Linked DNA regions of Mus musculus: region 2 is linked to region 1. A link is a contact called in public HiCAR-type data. All regions are on one chromosome and are shown on one strand. Each heading gives the region's core, a stretch centred on a gene start, on an enhancer-like site or on the middle of the called end of the contact. The rest is flanking DNA. Distances are from core to core; before and after follow the strand shown. Region 1 has its middle 88 kb from the start of Gm10000. Region 2 overlaps Dicer1 (dicer 1, ribonuclease type III).

Evidence for each region. HiCAR-type assays count read pairs that join an accessible place to other places.
Region 2: a contact with region 1 is called in a HiCAR-type map of fibro-adipogenic progenitors, with 2.9 times the contacts expected there. The contact joins two enhancer-like sites. A contact is called at or near these places in 1 of 484 Hi-C or Micro-C datasets (nephron progenitors) and 2 of 115 datasets of contacts at active chromatin or transcription factors (embryonic stem cells and fibro-adipogenic progenitors).

Annotation. Positions count from the first base shown.
Region 1 is chr12:104,558,093-104,565,486 of GRCm38.p6, forward strand. No RefSeq gene overlaps it. Among named protein-coding and RNA genes, the nearest start is that of Gm10000, 88 kb to the left of the region's middle. Within about 2 kb of position 3,244, at least 30 of the 459 cell types and tissues checked have an H3K27ac peak or open chromatin away from gene starts, as enhancers often do. A contact at or near this core is called in fibro-adipogenic progenitors, where this site is marked.
Region 2 is chr12:104,693,706-104,701,099 of GRCm38.p6, forward strand. Dicer1 (dicer 1, ribonuclease type III) reads right to left here. Exons shown (of 27, transcript NM_148948.2): 22 at 6,660-6,815; 23 at 2,569-3,439; 24 at 773-1,041. Among named protein-coding and RNA genes, the nearest start is that of Gm31573, 35 kb to the left of the region's middle. Within about 2 kb of position 4,321, at least 11 of the 459 cell types and tissues checked have an H3K27ac peak or open chromatin away from gene starts, as enhancers often do. A contact at or near this core is called in fibro-adipogenic progenitors, where this site is marked.

The sequences.
Region 1 (7,394 bases), core at 1,994-4,493:
GCATAGGATTTCTCCTCCCTTTGACCCACTGCCTGTGAAAATGTGGAGCTGGGCCTAGGGCTGGGGCCCCCTCACCCGCCCTGGTTGATATCCTCAGTTTCTCTTTTGTCTCAGTAGACATTGCTCTTCTCCTAGGGACAGCCATGAACAAAGACTGTTGCTCTATTTGGACTTGTCCCGCCTTCTTTTCCCTCCCCTCCCTGTCTGGTCCCACCCCCTCATCTCTTCTCCTCTTCCTTTCTTGTCACCATACCTATCCTACCCTCCCTATTTCTTTTCCTTCCCTCTCTTCCTGTCCCTCACTTCTTTTTCTTCCTTCTCCTCACCCAGTCCTCTCCCTCCTCCTCCTCCTCCTCCTCTTCCTCCTCCTCCTCCTCCTCCTCCTCCTCCTCCTCCTCCTTCTCCACCTCTGCCTCCTCTTCACTCCATGCTAAGAGTGAAGCCTGGAATCCAGAGCCTTGCACCTGTTTGACAGCAGCATCCCCAACTCTACCCATTATATACTGGATAGGCAGGTATTTCACACTTTTAGCCAATGTTTATTGTTGTCATGAGTATCTTTGTGTATGTCTTAGAAACTTTGTTTCAGATTTATTTGTTATATGCATGAGTGCTTTGCTTGCACATATATATGCGTACATGTGTGTAGTACCTGCAGAGGTCAGAAGGTGGCTTTGGATCCCCTGAAACTGGAGTTACGGATGGTTGTGAGTCACCATGTGAGTGCTGAGAATAGATCCTGGATCCTCAGCAAGAGCAACAGATGCCCCAAACTCCTGAGCCAGCTCCCCGTATCTGTCTGTTGACAGACACACACATCCAGTTCACTGTTATATGTAGCCGAATGTAAATGACTGCATTGTGATGTCGAGAGAGCGTTCCTTCACTATTAGGAGCTATATTTTCAGAAGAAATCGACATTATTATCCATTCTTAAGAAAAGACAATGTTAAAGGCAGTCCTGCTCAGATCCATTTTCCCCGCAACACGCTTAATCCGCTCGCCTACCGTTCCTGCAGAGCTGCAGTGCACACAGTACATGGCTGCATCCCTGCAGACCATATGGTACATGCCTGTATCCTTTTATACTTCCCCCCCCTTCCTCCATCTTTATTCCTTCCTGTTCTTTCTTTCTCTCTTGGAGTCAAGAATCTGACAGTGCAGCACAGAGCAGCCAGAAGCCCAAGCTCCGTCCTGCCTCAGCCTCAACAGTGCTGAGAGAATCAGAGTGCACGGCCACACCTGGCTTCTTTTAAACAAAATCCAGTCTTTCTTTGTTGAACTTACCTCTTACCTTGCTTCGGGGATTTGCATAGCTGGGTCTTTGAAGGGCTTGGTTTTTGTCTTGGCTGAAACTTCACCTCTCCTGGCCATTCTTACGGACTACATCTTTTGCTCTGCTAAACAGCTGCATCGTTCCCCAGACCACTGAAGTAAACTGCATCTTCCCTCAGGACCCTCTTCTGATGGAGGTGGTACCCGCCTTTTCACCGCAACATACAATACCACCATGAAAATTTTGAGACCTTCATCACACAGCACCGTCACTTTGCTGTCTTCGGAAATACAAGGGTCTTGGGACCTCAACTCTAGGCAACAGGGCATGCACATTTTGGCAATTAACCCATCCAAGCCAGATATGAAAGGACAGATACCACGTGGTTCCACTTACATGAGACACCTGGAGAGTCAAATTTAAAGACAGAGAAGTAGGCCATGGCTGTCAGGGCTGCAGGGGTTGGTGAGGTGGGAATACACACTAAGTGTCCAGAGAGACCATGGTAGTGCATGGGTCTTCATCTTGTTGAACTGTACGCATAAAAATAGTCAGCAGAGAGAGTTGGGGATGTGGCTCAGTCCGGAGCATGCTTGACTACCACGCATGAAGTCCTAGGTTCAAGTCCAAGCACGTACTATGGCTGGGAAGGCGGCCCATACTTGTAACCCAAACTTGTTTGGTAATCTCAACTGGTACCCAGGGGATACTGACCTGAGAATCACAAGTTCAAAGACATTTTAAGGCACATTGTAAGTTCAAGGCTAGGCTGGGCTGTATGAGATCACACCTCAATTTTTTTTTAAATGGGTAAAATTTGTGGTATGCATATTTAACGTTAAAGCGTTTAAAATTAAAACTGTAAATGTAGTCAATAAAGATTTCCCAAACTCAATTATTTATTCAAGCCCTACTACCTACAATTCCCACACCCAACACCCTGAGCCTCCTATTCCATTTTTCTGAAGCTTTGGTCAGTCACAATCCAAAAGGGTGAATATCTGTATTGACTCTTTAGGGACAGGGACACCCCTGTCATTCCTGTGATACTTTGTTACAACTGTCCTCTTTTAATTGGTATTGATGGGAGTAGCCTGTGCCTAATTCATGACTGGAACTTCATTGCAGGTATGTGTATACTGGAAGATTATAGTTTATATAGAAGTTGGTACTTTCTAAAGCTATTGTGCCCTTTCCTGGGTCTTGGGATGTATGCCCTCACATATGGTGAATGGCATCCCCACTTGCCTTTCCAGCATATTCCAGCAGCAGTCGAATGCAAGCAGCTAGGAGTCTCCACCTTGGGGCTTGCTGGGGTTGCATGAACTGAAGAACATGGAGGTTTAGAGTGAGACGGCACCCTGGAGGGCTGCAGCCTGGATGGACAGACGGATGGGACATGGGGAGAAAGACCTCTCAAACGGGGTACCACTCTGCGTGACTCTGGTCCCTCTGGGCCCAGGCTGCAATGGTACTGTCTCCCCCCAGGCCCAGGCTGCAGCGGTACTGTCTCCCCCCAGGCCCAGGCTGCAGCGGTACTGTCTCCCCCCAGGCCCAGGCTGCAGCGGTACTGTCTCCCCCCAGGCCCAGGCTGCAGTGGTAACTTACTTGGTACAGTGTCAAGTTCCCTGGCTTTCCTTCTTCCCCCGACCTCGGCTTGGCCTGCACTTCCTGGGCTCATCTCCCAAATAAACTTAGTCATTCACCCATGACTTCAGAGTGGGCCTCACAGGGACCTGACCCACATACCTCTCCACCATGCAGACTGCATATCCAGGCTAAAGGGAACTAGGAAGAGAACATTGTCTGCAGCTGTCCCATCTGAACATTCCCGAAAACTCCTGTCCACAGTTTGCAAAAAAAGTAAAACATGGAAAAAGGGGGAGAGGTGTGCCTGCTGTCCTGGAGGAACTTCAAATGCGCAGGGCCAGGATCTGCCTCCTGCAAATCCCGGATGGACAGTTTGAGAAAGGTTCTGGGACTTGGCCGTGGGCCTGTGACTCACTTCTGCCCTCACAGTAGCTGGAGGGCTGGGGCAAGTCACTCGGAGAATCTGAGCCTATATCATATCCTCTGCTCGTTGAACATGCAGATTTATGTCCCGCTCCATCTCCAGAGATCGCACACGGAGCATGCACAGACGTGCTCTGCAAAGCAGGGTGCAGATGGTTGTTATCTGGGTACGTGCTTTCTTTAGAGGGTGGACATCTGTGCCAGAGGGCTTAAAAGGCTGCCGGAAGCCTCCAGATCTCCACAACCCCACCTATATGCTCAGCTATCTGGAGGGGGGGAAGACAGCCACTGCCTGCAGCTGCTGCCCGGAACAAGACTTACATTTTTCACGATCTTAGTGGAGTGATGAAGGCTAGCTAGAAACGGAGATGCATGTCTTCCTCAGAGTCTCTGGGTGTCTAGCACCATGCCCAGGCCACAGGCCACATGAACATCAAAGAGCCACACATACTGTGTCTAGGAATGCAGACCTGTCGACAGTAGCTCCGAACAGGGAATCTCACACCTGGGAGCCTCAGTTTTCTCTCCTGTGTTATGGAAGGATAGCACATTCAATAAATATTTGAATTTTCATCAAGCCCTTCCCTGAGAGCCAAAGAGATGCAAATTATCCTACTGTGTTTACCATTAGCCAGCTGTATGACAAGTGTGTGGCGCGCCTGATTTCTGGGTCCCCTATGGTAGATGGTGGGAACCAAGGACAAACTCCCTAAGTTATCTTCCTCACACCACAGGCATGTGTCCCCTCCCACAATGAATAACTAAGTGTAATAAAAGTACTAGTCTAGAAGAATCTGAGGCTGGGAAAGTTTGCCCTCTGGTTTGGTTGGATAATGCTCTCTTTATAGCTGGGGATTGCGCCACGACAGGATGCTGCTGAGGAAGGTGCCCAAGGGCTGCAGGGAGGACACGCACACCTGTTCACACCCACATATTCCCACCTGTAGCGGCAGAGAGTTGCCATGACGAGGGATCACAGAAGGGCAGCTATCAGCTGTGTAGGATAACCCACTTTCCCCACCGTTTGAAGGTTCGTCAGAGGTTTTAAATTAAGATCGGAAGGACCTCTGGGGAGATGGTGCTCTCTCGCCGTGTGCGGTGGCTGATGGCTGGTGACTGGTGTGAAGCCTCCTTCAGAACAGTATCTTTGAGACGACCAGAGCGCTGGCTTCTACCAGATTCTGTCTCAGTGAGAACAGCTACCACTTCCCACGGTGGCTTCACCTATGCTGTTTACTTGCTGCGGAAACAAAATGAGGTGGGTTATGAGCTGGCAACTGCTAATGAGCCCTGGAAGCTCTTCCCGCCCCCCCCCCCTTTGGTTTTTTGAGACAGGATTTCTCTGTGTAGCCCTGACTGTCCTGGAACTCACTTTGTAGACCAGGATGGCCTCGAACTCAGAAATCTGCCTGCCTCTGCCTCCTGAGTGCTGGGATTAAAGGCATGCGCCACCACGCCCGGCTTGGAAGCTCATTTTTACTCCGTAGCCCAGGTTCCCCATCCACGAGTCCGAGAGCCTTTATTAATGTGGCCAGAAGCCCACCCCCCCCCTTTTTTTTAAAGAGGGGATGCTACTGGAAATGACTGACATTTCCCCAATGTCTGTTTACATAGCTGACATAGTTTTATCCTGTTCTTGGTGCCTAGTTCCAGAGGGAGGTCTGATTTCTGTAGTTCTATCTGATTGGCCCAGAGGCCTGGCCTGATCTGACAAGTAGGTTCAACGGCAGAAAACTCAGCACAGGGAAAGGAAGAAGTTGGAATGCAGAAGGAAGGGAAACTCCTCCCAGGTTGAATGAGGACAACCGATGGGATTATAAGAAACCCTGCTCTGGCAGAGCTAGCCCGGCTTTGCAGCACCATGTCGCAGGAGGGTCACCACATGGTGACCCTCATGCCTCCTGAGTGTCATGTGCAGGATGACGAAGCAGGGAGATAAAATGATAACAATATGATGGGGACCAGCCAGGCCACAGAGAAGCCAGGAGGTCCAGTTAAATCACTGCCTGCTTCCAAACCCTGTTCCCAGCTGATGCCCCTCCCCCTCCAACAAGTCTTGGTGGAAGAAACATCGGGAAGTCTGTGGTCAGCACCCCTCTCTCTGCCCCAGCCCTCGGCTTGGCGACTGGCACACGGTAGGTGTGCAGTAGACATTTTAGTACTCTTTCTCATCACTGTGATAACACGCCTGGCAGAAGCTGGAAAGTGGGATTGGTTCTGTAATCCCAGAATTTAGGAGGCAGAAATGAGAGGATTGCTGCAAGTTCAAAGCCAGCCTCAGATGCTTAGTGAGTTCCAGGACGGGCTGAGCTATATAAAGATCCTCAATCTCTCTCTCTCTCTCTCTCTCTCTCTCTCTCTCTCTCTCTCTCTCTCTCACCCACACACACACACACACAAACACACACACACACACACACACACTAGAGCATGGGAGGAGTTATATTTTAGTATAAAAACAAACAAATAAACCCAACAACAATGAAACTAAAATATCTGTCTTAGGGTTTTACTGCTGTGAACAGACACCATGACCAAGGTAAGTCTTATAAAGACAGCATTTAATTGAGGCTGGCTTACAAGTTCAGAGGTTCAGTCTACTATCATCAAGGTGGGAGCATGGCAGCATCCAGGCAGGCATGGTGCAGGCAGAGCTGAGAGCTCTACATCTTCATCTGAAGGCTGCTAATAGAAGACTCACTTCCAGGCAGCTAGGACTAGAGTATTAAAGCCCACACACACAGTAACACAGCTACTCCAACAAGGCCACACCTCCAAATAGTGCTGCTCCCTGGCCCAAGCATATACAAACTATCACAGTATCCAAACAACAAAACCTGGGAGAAGCTACATAAGAGAAGAAATTTAACTTAGCCCAAAGTTTTAAGAAGTGCAATCCCTGTGGCTGGTAGGCATGGTAGTTGGGTGGGCATGGTAGCTGAACCATCTCAGCCTTGAGTGGCAGGATCCTGTGGTATGGCTTAGTCACATCTTAGCAGATCAGGAAGCAGAGAGTTTGGGCTAGAACCAGACATAGGTATCCCCTTCACTGCCCACCCTCACTGACCTACTTCTGCCTAGTCCGAAAGGTGCCAGAGGCTTCCACAAACAGCATCAGCATAGGGGTTCAAGCTTCCAAATACAAAAACCCATAGAGGATGTTTTACACTCAAACCATAGCAGTGGATATCTGGGACCAAATGAGTAAGACTAGGGCAGATGTAGGCAGTCTGAGGCCTCTGCCAACCAAGTCTGACGGAGCCCTGTTATAGTATAAGCCAGTTGGCAAACAAAGTTCAATTCCTTAAAAATCCATAGAATGTTGTTGGGCTCCTGGTATCTCAAGCACAGAAATATTAACATTGGGGGGAGAAGGCTGACTGGCTCCGGGGATTGGCACTGTGGTCTAGGGACAGAAAAGGAAGAGGACGGGCCATTTGTAAGGTGATTGAGGCTTTGGCTCATGTAGGCAGGAGTTTGGAAAATGTAGAATTCTCCCAAATAGAATGGGGTCCAGTGGCAATTGAAAATGGCATGTGAAACCCCACTTGGTGCTGGCTTTTACTTTGAGGTTTGAAACCTACTAGTATGCAAGCATTGGCTCCCAGGGCTGCCCCTGTTCCGACTCCACATTCTACCACTGCTCCAGAGCCTCAGAGCACCGAGGACAGACAGGTCTTTAGCAGAGTGAACATCCAATTTACTCTGTGGCCAACCTGGTCTTAGCCCTGAAAATCTCTAGTTCTGGGCAAAATGGGTCACTCACCTATGTTTTTGGAGACTATGAATGGACCTCAAATGAGGCAAACACATCTTCAGGCTCCAGAACTGATATGTCCTGCCCATGAGACTACAGGTAAGGTGTGTATCCTCCTGAACACCATTTTTGTTTCTTTCTATCGTGTGTGTTGTATGTGTGTGGTATATATGTGTGTATACATGTGATGTGTATGTGTGTGGTGTATATGTGGTATATGTATGTGTGTATGTGTGTGTGCATATGATATGTGTGTGTGTGTGCATGTGATGTGTGTGTTGTGTATGTGTGTGTGTATGTGTGTATGTGATGTATGTGCATATGATGTGATGTGTGTGTGGTGTGTAT
Region 2 (7,394 bases), core at 3,071-5,570, 140 kb after region 1:
GGATTTGGGCTGTGACTGCTAAGGCACAGGAGCAGGAGCTCTGCTGTTTGGCTGCCAGGGCTTTAGCCCCAGACTTACTGCTCTCCAACAGTTTGCAGCCACTGAAGAGCTGGCAAAAATTAAAATGACAACAGTGACCTGAGAATAAATCCCTCTAGTGGGATGGAAGCTCCTAGGGTCCTGGGTGCAGGAAGCTGAGCACTATCCCTGCCTACAAAGAGCCAGAGCACTGCAGCACACACACACCGAAGCACACACACTGGAGCCAAGCAGCCCAGCCCAGCGGCAGATGCCTCCCGGCACCCACTTCAGTTTGTTTTTCAATAAGAGTTCCCGAGTTCCCACTTCAACAATGCAAGTGTACATTTGTGAGGTTTACCTGAGATGCTACCAAATATTTGTGACCCACTTAGAAAAGACAGGATCAGATCATCCTGTGGTGTCAGAGAGGCTAAGGCCACTTTGGGGCATGGGAGGAGGTGTACGTCTACAATTGTCTATGCCTGCTGTAGGAGCCTCACTGAGGTAACTGAAAACCCAGGCTCCTTGTCTGAATGACCACGTGGTCCATGGGGTGGGCAGCCCCATCTCAAAGGCCTACCTGAGTAAGGCAAGTCATTCTCGGCTCGCTTGGAGATCAGGCAGCATGGGGGCACCCTGGTCCTGGCCTGCAACTATCCCTCTGGACAGCCAGGAGTCAGGACTCAATCTGCCCAAACTCGCAGTCGGCTGCTTCCCTCAGCACCGAGTTCACAGTTTAAACAGCACTAACCTCAGAGTCCATTCCTTGCATTTCGTTCTTCTCAAGCTGAAACTTCACAAAGTCATCAATAACATGAAAGAGCTCAGGAGAGACAGCTTTAAAGTACTTGTGGTAGTCATACTTCACAGCCAATGATGCAAAGATGGTGTTATTGACAAGGGCAGAGCGCAAGTCAGTCAAGACCCCTGGAGAATGCTGCCGTGGGTCTTCATAAAGGTGCTTGGTTATGAGGTAGTCCAAAATCGCATCTCCCAGGAATTCTAAGCGCTGGTAACAATCTGCGCAGAGATCCAAAGTGCAATGATGAGCCTGCATGAGCACATGCACTTCTGCACACTATCTGCACGGGAGCCGACAGAAAAGCTGCAGTCCTAGGCTCCTTGAGATTTCTACTGAGGAACATTTTCATTTACCTTTCTTAGTGAAATTATTGGGCATATACTCACTAATGCACCTGGAAGTTTTAATGGTAATTGAAAGCATATTATACATAAATTGGGTCATATAATTTCCAGTGCCCAAATAATATGCTTATTTTTGAGGGGGGGAAAGCCACTTTCCAGATGCAATCCAAGTCATAGCTCTCCTTTCCCTGGGCACTATACCAGCCAGGCGGGCACTGGGCATCCCTCCACCACCATCTCTCTCACCATGTTGGCATCTCAGGAAAGCCATCCATGGCACACATGCCTTCTGTCCACTGCCATCGAGGCAGTGTGTCAGCCACACTCTGCAATGTGTGCTAAGTGACATAATTCCTTAATACTTCCCTCTTATATATTACATGGGACAGCAGCAGGGAAAACATGACTCTTCAACTCAAACTCAAACGCACTGGACTTGACAAACCTAGGGACTAAGAAAGAATTGTGTGCTAGGGCACAACACTCAGACAAAAAGAATGCTTGTCAGAATGAAAACGCGTCCAGGGCGGATCAGAACCTTGATTTCCTCAAAGCCATTAAAAGAATCCACTGAGCTGAGAGAATGAGGCTGGGACAGAAGTGACCTGTTCCAGAGTATCCAGTGGGGAAGAGGCAAAAAGAGACAAGCCAGGCTAGAGCCCAGGCCTCAGAGTTTCCAGCAATGGATGGAGACCACACCATTTCCTCTCCACAAAGAAAAGCAGGCTTTACTTTGGACCGTCACTGTCAGGATTAATATTTTGCAAACAGCTTTAACCTACATGATTTTTACCATCCAAACCACACACAAGCTTTTTGTTTTGCTTTGATATGCTTGATATTCTCACACAGAAAGCAAGAGATAAGCTTTATCTGGGTTCACCAGCTGAAGCTGTCTGGTTCTAGGGACCCTCTTAGGTATCAAGAGGGAAAAAAAGCATTGTACAGTGGGAAGCAATGACCCCTTCCTATAGAATGGTTCTGTTTAAATTTCTCATCTTTAGATTTAAAAAGACAAGAGAGGTGCCTTTCGTTTAGGAACAACAAAAAGATGAAGAAATACATGCCACATATGTGAGTAAAACAAGAAGCTAAAGCCACAACTGAGCCTAAGAAAGGTATTTAGGTAGCAAACACCAGAGCTTGGATTTCTACACATGCAGCATGTAAGATGCCATGCGTGAGAGGATACAGGAGCCACACCCAGCACTCACATCACCACGCAGTCTTACTCCCCAGCAGACGGGGCATTAGAGTTCTGCTTTCTTTTACTTCCTCCCCCAGCCATGCATCCGTACTGAGCACTAAGACTGTGCATGCACAGATCTTATTTGTGTAAGACCAAAACAAGACACAAAGTCTCCTGCTTTGGGACAGGAGAGTGGCCCTGGAGCTCCTTACCAGTGATAGTGTTGTAGTGGTAGGAGGCGTGTGTAAAAGCCTGCAGAAGATAAGCCTTATTCTTGAATCTATAGTTAATTTTCTTCTCAAAAGTTTCAAACCCAGATATCAGGTGGTTGAGGGTTTTCTCTGCGTCTGGATGGTCAAACATGCACCTCGGTGGGATCTTCAGGCAGCCGTACTCCAAGTCTTTCCCTGCAGAGGAGCGTGGGCCAACTGGAGAGGCACAGCTCCCTGAAAGGCTCTTTTGTTGGCTGCTTCCGTTCTCCTGAGCAGGGTCCAAGGCCTTCTCCCGGCTGGTCCTTTTGATTACTGGGAGCACCTTCAGCCCCAGCGAACAGAGGAAGAGCTGAGCAGCCCTCTCGCCGCAGCTGGTTAAGTAGCAGCCCAGCAGGGCCTCCACACAGTCCGCTATGCTCTTGTCAGCAATGCACTGCTCCGTGTGCAAGTCGTAAGAAATGGACTGCTTCCCTGTGTCGACGCCACAGTTCTCTTCTGATGGATTCCAGAAACCTACCACAAAGTCATCCTCTTCAACGGCTTTGCTAGGATCCAGATAGCACATCGCATCCCAAGAGCTGTAATCAAAATCCTCAAGGCCCGAGGCAAACGGCATACTGCCCAAGGAGGCCTTCTTGGGCATCTTCCATTCGTATGCAGAGTCGGAGGCTGAGAAGGGCGACAGAGAGATTTTCCTCACGAAGGCGCCCGAGCCCATGAGCATGCTGTCTATAAACTGGATATGCTCCTGGTCATACTCCAGGAAGTCGTCCTCATCCTCGGCCTCCTCCTTGGGGGCCCTCCACGTCAGGTCCTCCTCCTCCTCACAGGCCTCACCCAGTTTGCCATTAGCCAGCAAGCAGTCTTTTGTCTGAAACGGGGACGGGGAAGGAGGAGAGACAGAGCTGCTGTTTTTAAAAGGGTTTGAAACTCAATAAAAGCAAGGGTTATGGATAATTTCAAATGACAACCACAAATACTGAAAGGCAACTTTTAAAAATCATGGCCATTTGTTTTCAATTAACATAAAATAAGTTATTTAATCATATAAACAAAGTCAAACATGCTCTTTGAATGCTCATTTTCTAAGTTATAAAATGACCTTTATCCAGTATAAATCTGTAAGTGAAGAATTCTGAACAAGGATGAAGTTAAATTGATATCCACCATGCAGATGTCAAGTGAGCGGCCAGACTGCAAGGATAGCCGAGCCCTGCGGTGCCGAGCGGAATCTTCCATTGGCTATCAGCATTTGAATGTGGTTGCTTGACTTTCAAAACCAACAAAATGAAATTCCAGATGTAGAAAGAGCACTATCTTTACAATTAATAACATAATATAAAAGCAGACAAAATTATTTTTAAAACCCTTTATCACTAAAAACTATAGGAGGGCATTATAACAGTTTCTCTCTCTACTTCCACTTCAAATCAAAAAACATTTGCTCCAATGTAAAACTAAACTGCTTTGCTTAAAAACTAAAAACTAAACAAGCCCATTGAAAGAGGATATGAATTTGGGAAATTATTCTTTCGCCCTCTGTTCAGAGCTGTGGTACTCAGGCCAACAGGTCATAGCAGGCTGACAAAACAGAAGAAAAATTAGACTAAAATGGAACAAAACAATCCCATTTCTGTCAAAATCTTTGCTAAATCCAATTTCTTTGACAAAAGCTGTTTGTGAGTGACAACTTTAATAATGGGCTATGATTCAGCAGTGACCTCATCTTCTGCAATGCTAAGATACCACCCAATCTCTGCAATGCCATAAAGTCACACACAGCGCCACCACCCTACTTGAGGGCAAATGCAGGACTGTAAACTTCAACTTTGAATGGAACAACTTTCCAGGGAATTGTGACAAAACGCTTTCAAACTATTTTCCATGTGACTTTAAAACAAGCATACATCTCAGTTTAAACCAGACTCACAAAAGATAGAAACTCTGTATTTGCCTGAAAGAAAAATAGCTTTGAGTCTAGCCATGTAACCACATGCAATCACTAAAAAAATAAACCAAAAAAAAATATTTTTTTTTGAAAAATAAAAAACACTAAACATCAACAGGGGCCCAAGGGATGGCTCAGAGATTAAGAATACTGGCTGCTCTTGGCAGGCGATCTGGGTTCAGTTCCCAGCACCAACATGGCAGTTTATAACCAACTCTAATGAGGGTTGCAGGTGATCCAACTCCCTCTTCTGGCCTCTACAGGCACCAGTATCTACAAGGTGAATAGACACCTTGTACAGACCAAGTACCCAGCTATCAGCAAACCTCAAGAAACTATCCCATTTTTCCAAGATAACATGAAAGACTTTAACTAATGTCTGTTTCTGTTTGTTTTGTTTGAGACAGGATCTAACTGTGTAGCCTTGGGTGGCCTGGAACTCACTATGTAAAACCAGGTTGGCCTTGAACTCTGAGACCCACCTACCTCTGTATCCCAAGTGATGGGAAAAGCATGTGCCACCACATCAGCTTTATTATTTAGGTCTTAAGACAAGATGGGCCAACTTGACATTATTTAGCCTGAGGTTGTAAACTGCAGAGTTCCTGCATAAATCATGCCCTGTAACATGGTGCTGTCACCCAGTGATCCTGCGCTGTCTTCTACATCCCTGGCACTGTGCAGACTCTTCATTTTCACAAGGAGTTATACTTCAAAGATGCTCTCCAAAACACAAAAGGCATTTGAAAAGTGTGTGTGTGTGTGTGTGTGTGTGTGTGTGTGTGTGTGTATCTCTTGATAGTACAGTCTACTGTTCTCACTCTCTCTCCTAGGAGGCATTCAGAGACTGAGCTGTGACCCAGGGGCAGAAGGAACTGGAAGGACCTTGCGTCCATAACCACTCCGACTCTGGGACTCCCTAGTGATTATGTGTACGGCACCAGATGAAAGTCTGAGAGTGTGTGCTAGGAACGAAGGACTGAGTCAGCAGAAAAGGACAGAAAACACAAGTCCACGCTGTAACATGTAACGCAGGAATGCCCTGGCATGTCACTGCTACCTAAAGGATCAAATATTAGACAGAAGAGGAGGCCTGCTGGCCTGTTTTTAGTAAAAATGAAGTACTTTTTCTAAGGTTCAAATTCTTCACTTTTCTAAGTGTGTGTGAGTGTGTGCATCATGTATTCGAGAGTGTGTGTATGTGTGTGTGTTATAAATTAATAGCAAATGCCATCCTCAGACTTAATTTGCATTAAAATGCTCTTAATGTTTTCCAGCTAAGTTGCATTTCTGTGATAAGTCAAATCCTACGTGAGTTATAAATAAACTCAGCAAGCAGGCCTACATCAGAGCAGGCCTCAGAGACCCACCACCTACAGACACTTAGGACTCATTGAGACAGAAATGTCAGAAACAAGGCATGGGAAGATACTAGTCACAAACCTGTAACAGAAACGGCATTATCATTAAAGCCTGAAGTAAAAATGAAATAATGCGAGCCCATTTGTCATCAATACAAAATAAATCTGGCAAGCGAGACGCCTGAACAGATGAGAACTTCAAAGAAGTACAAGACAACTGACCCCCAGCCACAAGCTGGGAGTCCAGGCCTCCGGGCTGCCCCCTGGTGGCTTGAGGACAAGACAAAGGAAGCTGTAGCTACTAAAGAGAATTCTCCAGTCTGTGGCCCGGTTTAAAGTCTTTATAGTAGTACACTGCAACCTTCCCATACAGCGGCGGCGAGCTGTCGTCAGGTTGGCAAGAGGAAATAGTTCCAAGCTAGCACTGCCCAAGCTAGTCTGTGCTGAACTGAATTCTTCCAGACACAGCCTGGAGATCACAGGTCACTGCAGAGTCACTCCAGCAAATGGCTAAGGCTACACTGTAACATGAGAGGGAAGGAATCTGAGAGGGCTCTGATTTTATTTCTAAGTGGAAACATAACAGAAGTTTATGCCTCTGGAATGGGGAGGGGAGGTAAGAGAAATCACACTGCACCAAAACCAACACTATTTCTGAAGTCACAGACGGCCTGCCAACACATGAAATATCTACTACATGGCAAACGTACAGCAGAAAGAAAACAACAAAAAACAACATTCTTCAGTCAACACAAACAAAAAGCTCCATGCTGAGAGCTTACCATTTCATCCTTTTCCCACTTCTCTGAGTTACTTTTGTCTTGGTTTACCACATAACCAGGAGGAAGCCAATTCACAGGAGGATCGAATATCGACACCACCATGCGGCTGGGCAGTCCCTTCTTCTTGCCAAGGCGATACAGGTTACAGTTGCTGACCTTCGGCAGAAAAGAGTCACAAACACTTACCCATACATGGCCATGGCTGGGAGATACAGTGTGCCAATACATTTTTGCCAGTGTTTTTGTATTGCACGATGGTCAGCAGTTATAAGGACTACACAGTTAAAATAACAACTCTAGATTTCCAAGTACTAGACAGCCTTCCACGTCAAATATTTGATCCAAAATGGAATCCACAAAAACCTAATGTATATAAACTCCTCTCCTCATAAATAAGTCAAAGAAAGAGTTCAATTTCAAAGTTTTAAATCACAGACTGACAATATGAAATTCAAGATGACAAGTGAGGCTGGGAGCAGTTGTCAAGACCATGGAACTCAAGATGTCATGATATTCTCAGTGAGAAAAGGGATGAATATGTTGTAAGGTGAGAACCATCACCATACAAAACAATTGTTATCTCTTGAGTCTAAGCATCAATAATGTGACACCAACCCTCTCACTCTCAAATATTGCTCTTTGTGTGGTGGATAGCATTCAGCACTGGAGTAAAAGGTGCTAAAGAACAGCTGCTGCGCAGGACACCACCTAGGTGGCTTTACTATCCTCCTTCCA